Regions from separate parts of the Oryctolagus cuniculus genome. Here region 2 is linked to region 1. Evidence: chromatin contacts called from public Micro-C data. All regions are on one chromosome and are shown on one strand. The core of a region is the stretch at or near the end of the contact, and the rest is flanking DNA. Distances in the headings are between cores, read along the strand shown.

Region 1 (5,300 bases), core at 966-3,465:
CTGACAAATATGGAGCATTTGGTCAACAACTTCTAACCATTATGTATGGTGGTGTATTTCAAGATGAGAATGCTAGGCATATGACAAATTCAGGTACTTTTAAGCAAAAATGCCATGTAAGTCACAGCAAATGACGGTTTAAAAGGCTTCATCAAAGACAATGATCCTAACCTCCAGCAAGCTGGCCAGCTAGAAAACAAGACATTAAAAACTACTCAGAACAATCGAACTTGTGCTGTTCCTTAGTACTCACTCGCAAACAGCATCACCGGGGCATTATATGTTTATTACATAATAGAGCTTTGCCCTTGCATATCACCTTTAATCAAGGGATCTCAAAGCACCTCAGAGCCATCAAGGCCTTAACATACAATCTAAAACAGATAGCTGTATTTTATAATTGCAACTATTAGCAAAAGCCTGCCCCTACTTCCCAGTCCCCGGATCCCGACGTCGGCTTCCAAACCCTCCAGTGACTTAGAGACGGTATTCCCCCAAATTATCTCCATTTGTGACGGACGCTACGCACATTTCAGCTTTCCTTCGTCACCGGGCCTGAGGAAAGCATTCGCACGGTCTTAACGACTTAAATCTACTGCATCACAACTTCTGTGCAGGGTAAGTGGTACTCAGGGAGAACCTATCTTGCACGGTGATGACATAAAATGGAGGCTTTAGAGAGAACAAATCTCTGCTGGAGGCAGCGAGCCCACAGAGCCCTCATCGAGCAGGGGAAGCGGCACCTCCCCCCCACACACCACCCCGGTCCAGAGACCTCCCCAGGTAACTTCAAGAGCAGCGTAGAGGAACCCGCGTCCAGCTTCCCCTCGCGGTTCTCAGGTGGGCGCGCCAGGAAGAGAGCGAAAACTACAAGGACAATGCAGGAGCCCTCCTACTCAGAACAGAGGAAGGCTTCCCGAGGCCACCCAAGAGACAGAACCCCGTGGTTCCTTTGCATTTAAATAGCGCACTAAATGAGAAATCAAACACAAGCAAACGTCTCTGCACCAAGGTCGAAATATCCCGCTGAGGAGTCCTTTAATCTCTCCAATCTTAAACATCTGCAAAGGAGGTTTCCTCCCATAGAAGTATTTGACATTTTAAAATGCAGTCATCAGCAAAGTTCCTTTTTATTTTTTCGCAGGAATACACACTCAAATGCTAACTCCGGTGAGCACATCCGCATTAACTTCCATTCTCCATAAAGCGAGTTCTTCAACTTCCTATTAACTGCATTCTCTGAGTCCTTAGGGCTGCAAAGTGTCATTTCACACTCACACAAAGCGCCCGCCAGCACGGTAGAGCTACACCGTGACTGTCAACAGCCTCACAAGCCTAACCTTTAACAAACAAAAAGAAAAGCGTCAATAAACAAGAGAGTTCTCGAAGCGACCAAAGCTCAAGAGGCCGTTTCTGCAGCTTTCAAAGTCTACGGATGTAATAGCACTACGTATCTGGCACTGCAAATCCTGGGCTAGACACGAAAAGTACCGATAGGCGGTCAGCCGAGAGTTGGGTAGGAAAAAAAAAAAAAAAAAACTAAACATCTGAATGTTTCCGTCTCCACAGTCGCCCGCTCAGACGCTGCAAAAGGCTCGCAGCAAGTGCTGTGCAGAGCCCCGTTCCTGAAAAAATACCAAGCTTGCGCCCACTGCGAGAGTGACTGAGCGCGATTGTCCCCGGCCACCTCCGGCTCGAGGAGGGCCGGCCGCCCTCGGCTCTGCCCCCGGGCACTGACGTTTCCCGAAGCGCTAAAACACCAGCGTCCCCAGGCTTCTGGCAAAAACAGCCAGACGGCTCCTTCCCTGCCAGGCTGCCTGGCTACGTTTCTCTTACTTCTTTTTCCACGGTCCTCAGCGATTGAGAGAACACGCAACTGCATGAGAAAACCCATGTTCAAAGCAGTCCCTTTTCGAAAAAGAGAGAAATCGGAAGCTCCAACTTCTCCAAATCCGCCACCGCGGTGGCTTCTCGGCAGCCCCCGGCAACCCCTCGCCCCACGCCAGCGTCCCTGCCGATCAAACAAGATGGGAAGCCGCAATTAAATCAGAGTGTCACAACTTCACTTACCATATCCGCCGGGACATTACTGGACATCTTGCCGTTTGGTATGTACTCGGATGTTTACGCCAAAAAAAAAAAAAAAAAACACCCCCCCCCACACAATATAAACAAACAAAAAGACCAAAAGTCTTCGAGCTGCAGAAATAACCCTTCGCGATGTCAACTGGTCCGCGATGTGCTTTCCAAAAAAATAAAAACAAGAAGTTATTTCGGAGCCAACGTGCTGGCCCGGCCGAGGTTCCGTGCGAGGAGGAAACAATCCCCAGGAGCCGGGCGGCCGGAGCGGGGGGAAGCTCTCGGGACAGCGGCGGCCCCCGTTGTCGTCGTCGTCGTCAGCAGCAGCCCTAGGACCGGCCGCGCCAGGTGAACGGAGCCGAGTGACACACGGACATGGAGCGGGGTGGGAGGGGGTTAAATCCGCCTTCCTCCTTTCCCAGCCCCGGCAATGATTCACACTCGCTCCCGAGTCAAGTCCTCATTAAGCAGGAGAAAAATGCCCCGGCGTGGATGTACATAGATAGCTATGTAGCTACACATCGACGCGTGAGCCGTGAGTGGCAAGTGGCCGCGGACCCCGCCGCGCGGGGAAACGGCTCAACTCGCGCCGCCGGGGCGGAGAGCCGGGCCGCGGAGAGCCGAGCTCAAGGGCATTTAACTCGTGGCGAGCCAAAGCGCAAGCTCCGGGCCGAGAGGCAAGGCGCAGGGCGGCCAGGACACCGCACGGCCCCGCCGGGTTCAGGCCGCGAGCGCCTCCAGGCAGCGGCGGAGGTCCCGGCGCATCGTCTCCGGCTCCTCGGCGCTCCTCTTCTGCCTCCGCCTCCCCCGTCCCCGCCTTCTCCTCCCCTCCCCGGCCTCGCGAGCTCCGGCGTCGCCGACTTCGGCAGCTCCCCGGAAGAGGCCGGGTCCTCCCTCGCCTCAGCCCGGGAATGGTTTCCTCTCCGGGCTTTTTGTCTCTCCTCCTCCACTTTTCAGCCCCACACGCCGCGGCCACCTCCTGTCATCGCCTCTCAAACCAACATGGCGGCGCCGGCGGCGGCAGCGGCGGGGGCGGCTGCCCGAGCGCGAGTAGGGAACACCGGGAGAGCGCGGCCCCCCTCACAGCCGCCGCCCCCGCGCTCCCTCCCTCGCGGGCACCGAATGCGTCACTACGGAGACCACCCTCGAGCATCACGGGAAGTGTAGTCCACGCGGGGGTGGGGTGCAGGAGGGGGCCGCCGAACGCGTCCTCGGCGCACTTCGAAGCCACGCCCCCCATAGCAACAGTTACTAGGAAAGAAAAGCTCCCTTCCTGGCTACTGCCCAGGAGTTAGGGGATACCCTGCTTCAAGGAATGCTGTGATCCTGTGAATTGTTGGTTGTTGAGGCGAAATAATTCTGCAAGGAGACATTCCCTCATGCATGATATGCACACAGCGTTAAAAATACGGTCTACGGAATCATTCCTTTTCATTACAGGAAGCTTTCCGCATCTTGCAGTCGCAAACGGTTTGGTAGCAGGATTTCATCTAGTTCCTCTCAACATTACATTTTGAAGATCAGAAGCAACCATTGATTTCCAATAAGGTCATGGAAGTTCAACAGGAACAAGGATCTCATTAAGCAGTGAGAATGTTTTAACATGTGTTTCTTGGCGACCCAGCGCTGTAAAGCTACAATCTAGTTAATTGAAATTACCCCAAACTGCATTAGATACAATAGTATTATCACGACAAATCTATATCAGGAAATAACTACTACACACTGCATGGGGATTTGATTTACCAGACTAGCTCCTGAATTCTAACTCCTGATGTAATTGAAGACTTAGGCATCTTCTGCAGGGGCTAATGAACGCCAGAGAATAATGCCATTATTGAGAAGACTCAGGTGGAGAATGTGTCTACTCTAGATTTAGGAACCAGACACAGAAACCACAAATGTTCATCTGAATCCCCATTCATCTCTTTCTTAGTCCTTAGGCAAAGTATTTTTTTAAGGGGGGGGGGCAGCTCCATAAGACACCTGTATAAAATGCCGATGGATTTAGAGCTGAGAGCCAGCTCTCCCACCTACAGCTCTGTGACCTCATCTGTGAAACAGTCTTGCCTACCTTCCAGGGCTAAGGATGACTTCATGCATGGGAAGGAACTCACTTGGTGAATAATCACGCATCCTTGGATGTGAAATGTAACCTAACTCATTCTCTCACTCAGCATACAAGCGTGCCAGGCACTCTGCTGGGCACTCGGAGATGAAAAATGAATGATCTAGTCACTCTCCTTAGGGAGCTCAGTGTCTGGAAGCCTGTGTCATTCCCCACAGCAGTCTCTCCAGATGGGTTCCTCTCTCAGATGGAAACTCACAGAATGCTTTGAGTGCCTGCCTCTGCCTAGCCTGGCTGGAGCAATTCCAAGCAAGACGCGGGCCCCACATCTCCCGGGAGGCAAAGAGATCAAATTCTCAAAGAGATCAAATGGCACTGGAAAGCAGGGACCCAACCTCACCATGACTGGGCTCCAGGACTTTGTCCAGATACTTCTCAGTCTGTTCACGGTGGGGCGGTTTTCCATGGTCTCTGCTATGCTGTGTAGCTCTCATTCCCCATGTTAGCCGCCACAAAGCTGCCATCAGCCGGCCCTCCCGGGAATCAGGGAAGAATAAAACCCTTCAGTCGCCAAGCTCAGGAGGGATGCTGGAACACATCTGGAAGGATCTCACCCACAAAGCTGGTCCCTCTCCCCGACATGGATCCTCTGACAGCCCTGGCCCTGGCTCTGCTGGGCCTAAGAACTACCGGAAGCAGGCAGACAAGAAGCATAAGATGACAGCAGGTATCAAAACACCAACTCGCCCTTTCTCTGCTGCTTTTCAACAGCCCTGTAGTCAGGGATGGAATGACTCCCTCTGCCTGCCCGAGACCTTGACATTTTTTTGCCTTGTAATGTTGCTGCTTGCTCCTGCTACCACCACCAACCTCTCTGAAGGCCACATCTTTCCCCAGGAAAATCACTGCGCCTACCTGTGTTTCCAATTACTCTTCTAAGAGAGCTGAGCCATTACTCTCCATAAAACTCATTATAACTCTTCCCTGACAGAGTTAAGGCACAGGGAGCAGTCCGGAACACACTTGCAGATGTTCCTCTCTCTCCTCTCTTGTTCTCTGCCTGCAGCTCAGGTGGGTGAGCCTGGGGCTGCAGACCGGAACCCAGCTGCCTACAGCAGGGAAGGGTTACATCTCTATACCATGAGTCTATTGT
Region 2 (5,300 bases), core at 1,299-3,798, 310 kb before region 1:
AGTGTCCTCCTGGCCTGTTTCCTGTCCCTGCTGCACACACTCATACCCTGAGAAAATCCGCCCGGCCCAGGTCTCTGCAGCTCTGCCCGCTCACGGGGTGACCCAGGCCTGTGCCCTGAGACCCTTTGGCAGAGCCAGGGCCCTCTGGAGACAACACACCATGCCTCCAAGAAGCAGCAGGCACAGAAAGGCTGCAGATTCCAGAGAGGAACTCGAAAAGCAGTTGACACTGTTTTTTGGCCTTACAAAAGCCTTTAGGCATCGTAACCTCGCTGATGTGTGGAGGGTACTATCTTGCACTACCTGATCAGTTAAGTGTGTCGCTACTCGTTCCCTCCAACATGTCCACAGAAGTCTGACAAAACGCTTATGTCGCTCTTGCTGCGGGGAGGGAGGGGAGAACGTGTGATGCTCTTATGACCACAGCACACAGATGCCGTCTGAATGACGTGCAGCAACACAAACATGGCACGAACTCAGTGACAATTCCATGCACATAAGTCACACCCCGTCTCCCCAAAAATTCCCTCCTCCAGAAGCTCGGCAGCCCCCGGGAGTGTGCACCTGGTGACAGCTCTCCATCCAGCCCAGGGCACAGTCAGAGTCCACCCCTAGTGCTCGTGGTGTCGAGGGGGTGCATGTGTGCAGATGCACCCGGGCACCTGGGGTGGGGGCAGGGCCTCCAGGCCTGGGCGTGGCCATCCTTGTCCCAGGAACCCAGCCAGCAATGCAGTACTCCCGGCTCCGCCTCCAAGCTCCACCTGCCTGGCCTTGGGTGGGCCCGCCAACACCAGCTGGTGGCAGACATAGGGAGAATGGCATGTATGACCCGAGTTCCATCTGCCTGCCCCAGCGCCAGGCCGGACGTGCAGGTGGGGAGCGTGGCACAGGACGGGAGGACCCCCGCGCCGCAGGTGCCGTCTGGTGCCTCCTGGTGCTGTGCCGGGGGCCGCCCCGTCAGCAGTCAGCATGCGGGACCGCATGGATGATCGCCGGATGGAAGGCAGAGGCTTGGTGGAAAGGGTTTGCTGTCGCACAAAACACAAGCTCAAAGCGGGTGATGATCCGAGCCACGCGGCAGGCTGTCTGTCCCTCTCCCTCCTACAGAGGCCCCACGCCCACCCCGCCTCTGCGGGGCTCCCCTGCTCTGGGGCAGAGGTCCTGGGGTCCTTAGCGAATAGGGGTCACGGATGCACACAGACGGTGGGGGCGAGACGGGAGGGCCCCTTATTCATGGCACATGGGTCTTTCCAGGGTGGGTGGGCTTGCGGCTGATGCAGATTGTAAATTTCCCCTGCAAGATAATCCTGGGCTGGCTGTGAACCCAGGATGATTCTCACGGGCACAGAGACGTTAGGAGACGCCAAGCCGGGCGCGTCAGTTCCCATCCAGCTCCCTGCTCATACACCTGGGACAAGCAGCAGAAGGTGGCCCAAGCGTCCGAGCCCCTGCACCCACGTGAGAGACCCAAAAGAAGCTCCTGGATTTGGCCTGGCCCAGCCCAGGCCTTTGCAGCCCTCGGGGAGTGAACCAGCTCTCTCTCTCTCTCTTTCTCTGTAGCTCTTCCAAATAAAATAAATCTTTAATAATAATAATAATAATAATAAACAGAGCCGCAAAATGATGGGTCCCTTTTTTGTGCCCGTGTGTGTATTCATTGCAGGGGAAGGCACCTGGGATGTTAAGAGAAAGCCAACTACAATGCAGGGGTTCACCCAGACACCACTGCTTCCGGCCCTGTCCCCGTGTACGGGGCGCTCCCAACAACGGTACAGAAACGGGCGGCCACAGGGCAACACCTGGGCCGGTCCCACAGTGTCCCAGACAATCAGGAGGGCGGACCCACGCAGCGCGCCTTCCCTCAGTGCAATGCGACACGTGGCTGACCGCAGTCTCATCTGCAAGGTGCTATCCTCTGTGGACATCTCAGGCAGAAAGAAAAAAAGAAAAAAAAAGTTTTCCCTCCCCTCCCCCAGCTGTCCTTGGACACCCTCTTTCCCTCAAGTTCTCTTTGCCTATGTAGAAAAATAACAGCCACAAAAAAAAAAGAAGAAAAAAAAAACAGGTATTAGGTCCTAAGAAGACAACAGACAACCAAAACCCCAATAAAATAAGTTAATGTTTATCAAAATATTTTACAGCACCAAATCTACATAAATTTAAATATCTTTCTTTGGAAACCCAAGCTCTGAGCTTCGTGCCACTCCCTCTGGGACATTCAGAGATGCTCAGAGGGCAGCTTCCAGGAGGCGGCAGCGCCTGCCACGGGCTGGGCCCTGGGAGAGCCGGCCCTCGGGCTGTGGCCCTCATTCTCGGAGTGCTCTCCGAGAACCCTCTGGGACACGCGGAGAGACAAGTGCAGTCAACGTGTAGGGCTTTTCCGAGTGGGAGGACAGCCAGGGAAGGAGCGGGAAACAGCTTCGCAAGCAGCTCTGGTGCTTCCCGCGGCAGCGGAGAGGGCACCAGAGAGGTCACCCGGGGCCCGCTCCCCAAGGAGCGTGCAACCAGGGCTGCCGCCGGGGGCTGAGCGGGAGGGGCACAGCGTGCCGGCGCGGACACCTGGGTCCCGGCGGGGCCTCGGGCAGGCTCAAGCACTTGAAGCGGGCGGGAGTGTGGCCGGCCAGGCGGGCGGTCGCGATCCAGTTTTCTGAGCCAAGCCCCAAGGGAACCTGACGCAGGGACTCGCAGCTGCCAGGACTGAATCCCGTGGCGCACACGCAGGGGCTCGCAGCCCACGGCTGGGGTCACCAGGTCACTGAGCTGCCTCCTGCTCAGGGAACCTTAGGCACCCCAGGAGATTCGGTGACTGGGACAGTCCCCTGGAGACTTCTACACGCCGCCACCCCAAGGCCAACGCTGCGCCCCTCGTCGCCCGTTCCAGAGGCTCAGCACGCATGGCCAGCGGCGATCGAGGCCAGCAGCCGCGAGCCCCGCCGGGGCTGGGGCAGCGTCTGGCGTGCGCACTGCGTAGGCGCCCCCAGCCCCACTCTCCCCGCCGCTGGAGGCCCTGCATCCTTTGCAAATCAGACCCCTGACTGCAATCCCAGGGGCCGCCCACCGAGGGCGTCCGGCTCGGAGGGGCCGGGCTGGGAGCAGCAGCCGGGGCCGTGGGCCTGTGGCCGGCCGCGGGGTGCGCAGTTCACAGGCCAGCGTGGTCCCGGGGAGGGTGGCCCGCGGTCCCGAGCTGAGGAGAGAAGCTGGCCGCCGCGGCCCGGGACAGAGCTGGCGACAGAAGCGCTGTTTGCTTGCTTTGGAGCGGGGGTGAGGAGACATGGCGGCCACCCCCCTGCCAAGGAGTTGCTGGAGGTGACCGGCCTCAACCGCCGTGGCCGAGGCTGCAGTTCAAGTAATTGCCCGCTTGGGGGCGCCGGGGATGTGGGTGGGTCCCGCGGCCCCGCTGGGGAGGGCAGGGGGCGTGGCGGCCCTCAGGGGGTGGCCCTCAGCGGGCGGGGCTGCGCGTCACTTGCACTGGTCCAAATTGCCCTCAGGAGTCCTTGCCTGGCCGGCGGCCAGGGACGCCTCCTCGCTGTGCCACAGCCCGTAGCCGAAGTAGATGATGAAGCCTGCGGGCCGAGAGCAGAGGGATGAGGGTGAGCGCAGGGCGCGCGGTCCCTACCCCTGACTTCCCGCCTCTGGACAATCAACAGCTGCCTCATCCTGCCTCGGGCACGGGCTCCCGGCTGGCCTCACTGCAGTGTGCCCTGGGCACACATGGCAGCTAGCCCTCCTCCCCATCTCTCCCTTCCCAGGACCTGAGGCCCTCCCACTTAGCCCTGGGTCATCTCCTGGAGGCCTAAGACCACCTAGCAGTCACCCTGTATGCCCCCCATGAACCACGGGAGACCAAGAAGGCTAAAAGGGCACAAAGGTCAAGGCCCACCCCCTGGCACCTGCACCAGCACTTAAGACACAGGGAAAGGAAGAACCTGACCACGCCCCCTGCCGAGGGCCAGAGGCCCAGAGGTGGGGCACAGTCAGCCGGCCGCAGACCAGGCTGCACCACCCAAGAGGACCAGAGCCCCCCACAGCCTCTGTCCAGCAGCACCTCCCCCACGCCCACTGTCAGCAAAGGAGCCGTGGGCAGCCCGGGACAAGGACACCCGCCAGGCCCACAGCCCACAAGGACCAGGCACTGGCTGGGCCGGGAGGAGCCACAGCCCAGACTTCCCCAGCTGGGATGGAGCTACCCAGTGCCTTGCCCACCGCAGACTCACGGCCTTGCTCTGATGAATGCCAGGCTCTGGCCTGAGGAGAGAACTACAGTTTGGACAAAGGGCTATGAAGACGACAAGTGTGTAAATGGGAGGGAGGGCTCACTGCCTACCATGAGTTCCATTTTTTCAGAGGAAAACGCTGACTACTACATGGCTTCTTAGGAAATCTGAAACACGGGGGACTTGACATCAACCCTCGGCCCTGTAGCAGGAAGACAGATGAACAACCCACACAGCCTTGGGGGGGGGGGGGCACAAGAGCAGCCGAGGATACTGGCTGTGCTGGTCGCAGGGACACCCACCTATCAGCATCCACACGGCGAAGCGGACCCAGGTGCCCTGATCCAGCTGCATCATGAGATAGACGTTCACGAAGATGCTCAGGACAGGCAGCAGCGGCACGAAGGGCACCTGCAGAGACATTGGGGAGCGTCAGACCCCGCCCCCACCCCACCCCAGCAGACACCGCCCCTCCCCCACCTCCAGCCAGGAGCAAATCTGAAGTGGTGGAGATTGGGTTTCATGCTACTCCTTGCCAAAGTGAGCCCTCCTCTAGTTTTGCTCTCTTGCTAGTTAAAGAAGGGACTAGAAGGGCAACTTCCACTTTATTTCTAAGGTTGGATTATTGTATTACTTATCTAAAAATGCAAAAACAAAAAAACAAACCCCAAAGCTGCAGTCTCCTCTGCGATCCACCCTACCAGATGGCCCCGTGGACAGGCGTGCCCGCCACACTTTCCAAAGCTGGCTGGCAAGCACCTCCCTCAGAACACCCAAGTTCCCCAGCAGGAAGACCCGAGTCCTCGGCCCACCCCGGGGTCTCCCCCAGGCCCAGGAGGCCAAGCCGCTCACCTTAAACGACAGCTTCGTCTTGCTCTCAGGCTGCCTCCAGATGATGGCTGTGACCAGCGTGCACAGCACGGCAGAGCCTGAGAGCACAAAGATGGCCCACAGCGACCCTTGGGCCAGGGCCTGCTTGCCGAGCACGGCCACAATGCACACGGTGATGATGAGAACAGCTAAGAGGGAGGAGAGACAGACAGATGTGATTCAACCATGTCCCAAGTCCTCACGGGTATTCCCAGT

What was found. A called contact is a pair of places that touch in the nucleus more often than the background predicts.
Region 2: a Micro-C map of ear pinna shows a contact between it and region 1, with 5 times the contacts expected there. The contact joins the enhancer-like site here to the promoter of UBL3 in region 1. A contact is called at or near these places in 2 of 6 Hi-C or Micro-C datasets (ear pinna and an unstated tissue).

The regions. Positions count from the first base shown.
Region 1 is chr9:84,753,918-84,759,217 of mOryCun1.1, reverse strand. UBL3 (ubiquitin like 3) reads right to left here and starts at 2,215. Exons shown (of 5, transcript XM_008273523.4): 1 at 2,071-2,215. The coding sequence starts at 2,097.
Region 2 is chr9:85,059,644-85,064,943 of mOryCun1.1, reverse strand. SLC7A1 (solute carrier family 7 member 1) reads right to left here. Exons shown (of 13, transcript XM_070049065.1): 11 at 5,067-5,233; 12 at 4,517-4,625; 13 at 1-3,563. The coding sequence ends at 3,460. Among named protein-coding and RNA genes, the nearest start is that of SLC7A1, 84 kb to the right of the region's middle. Within about 2 kb of position 2,548, at least 1 of the 8 cell types and tissues checked has an H3K27ac peak or open chromatin away from gene starts, as enhancers often do.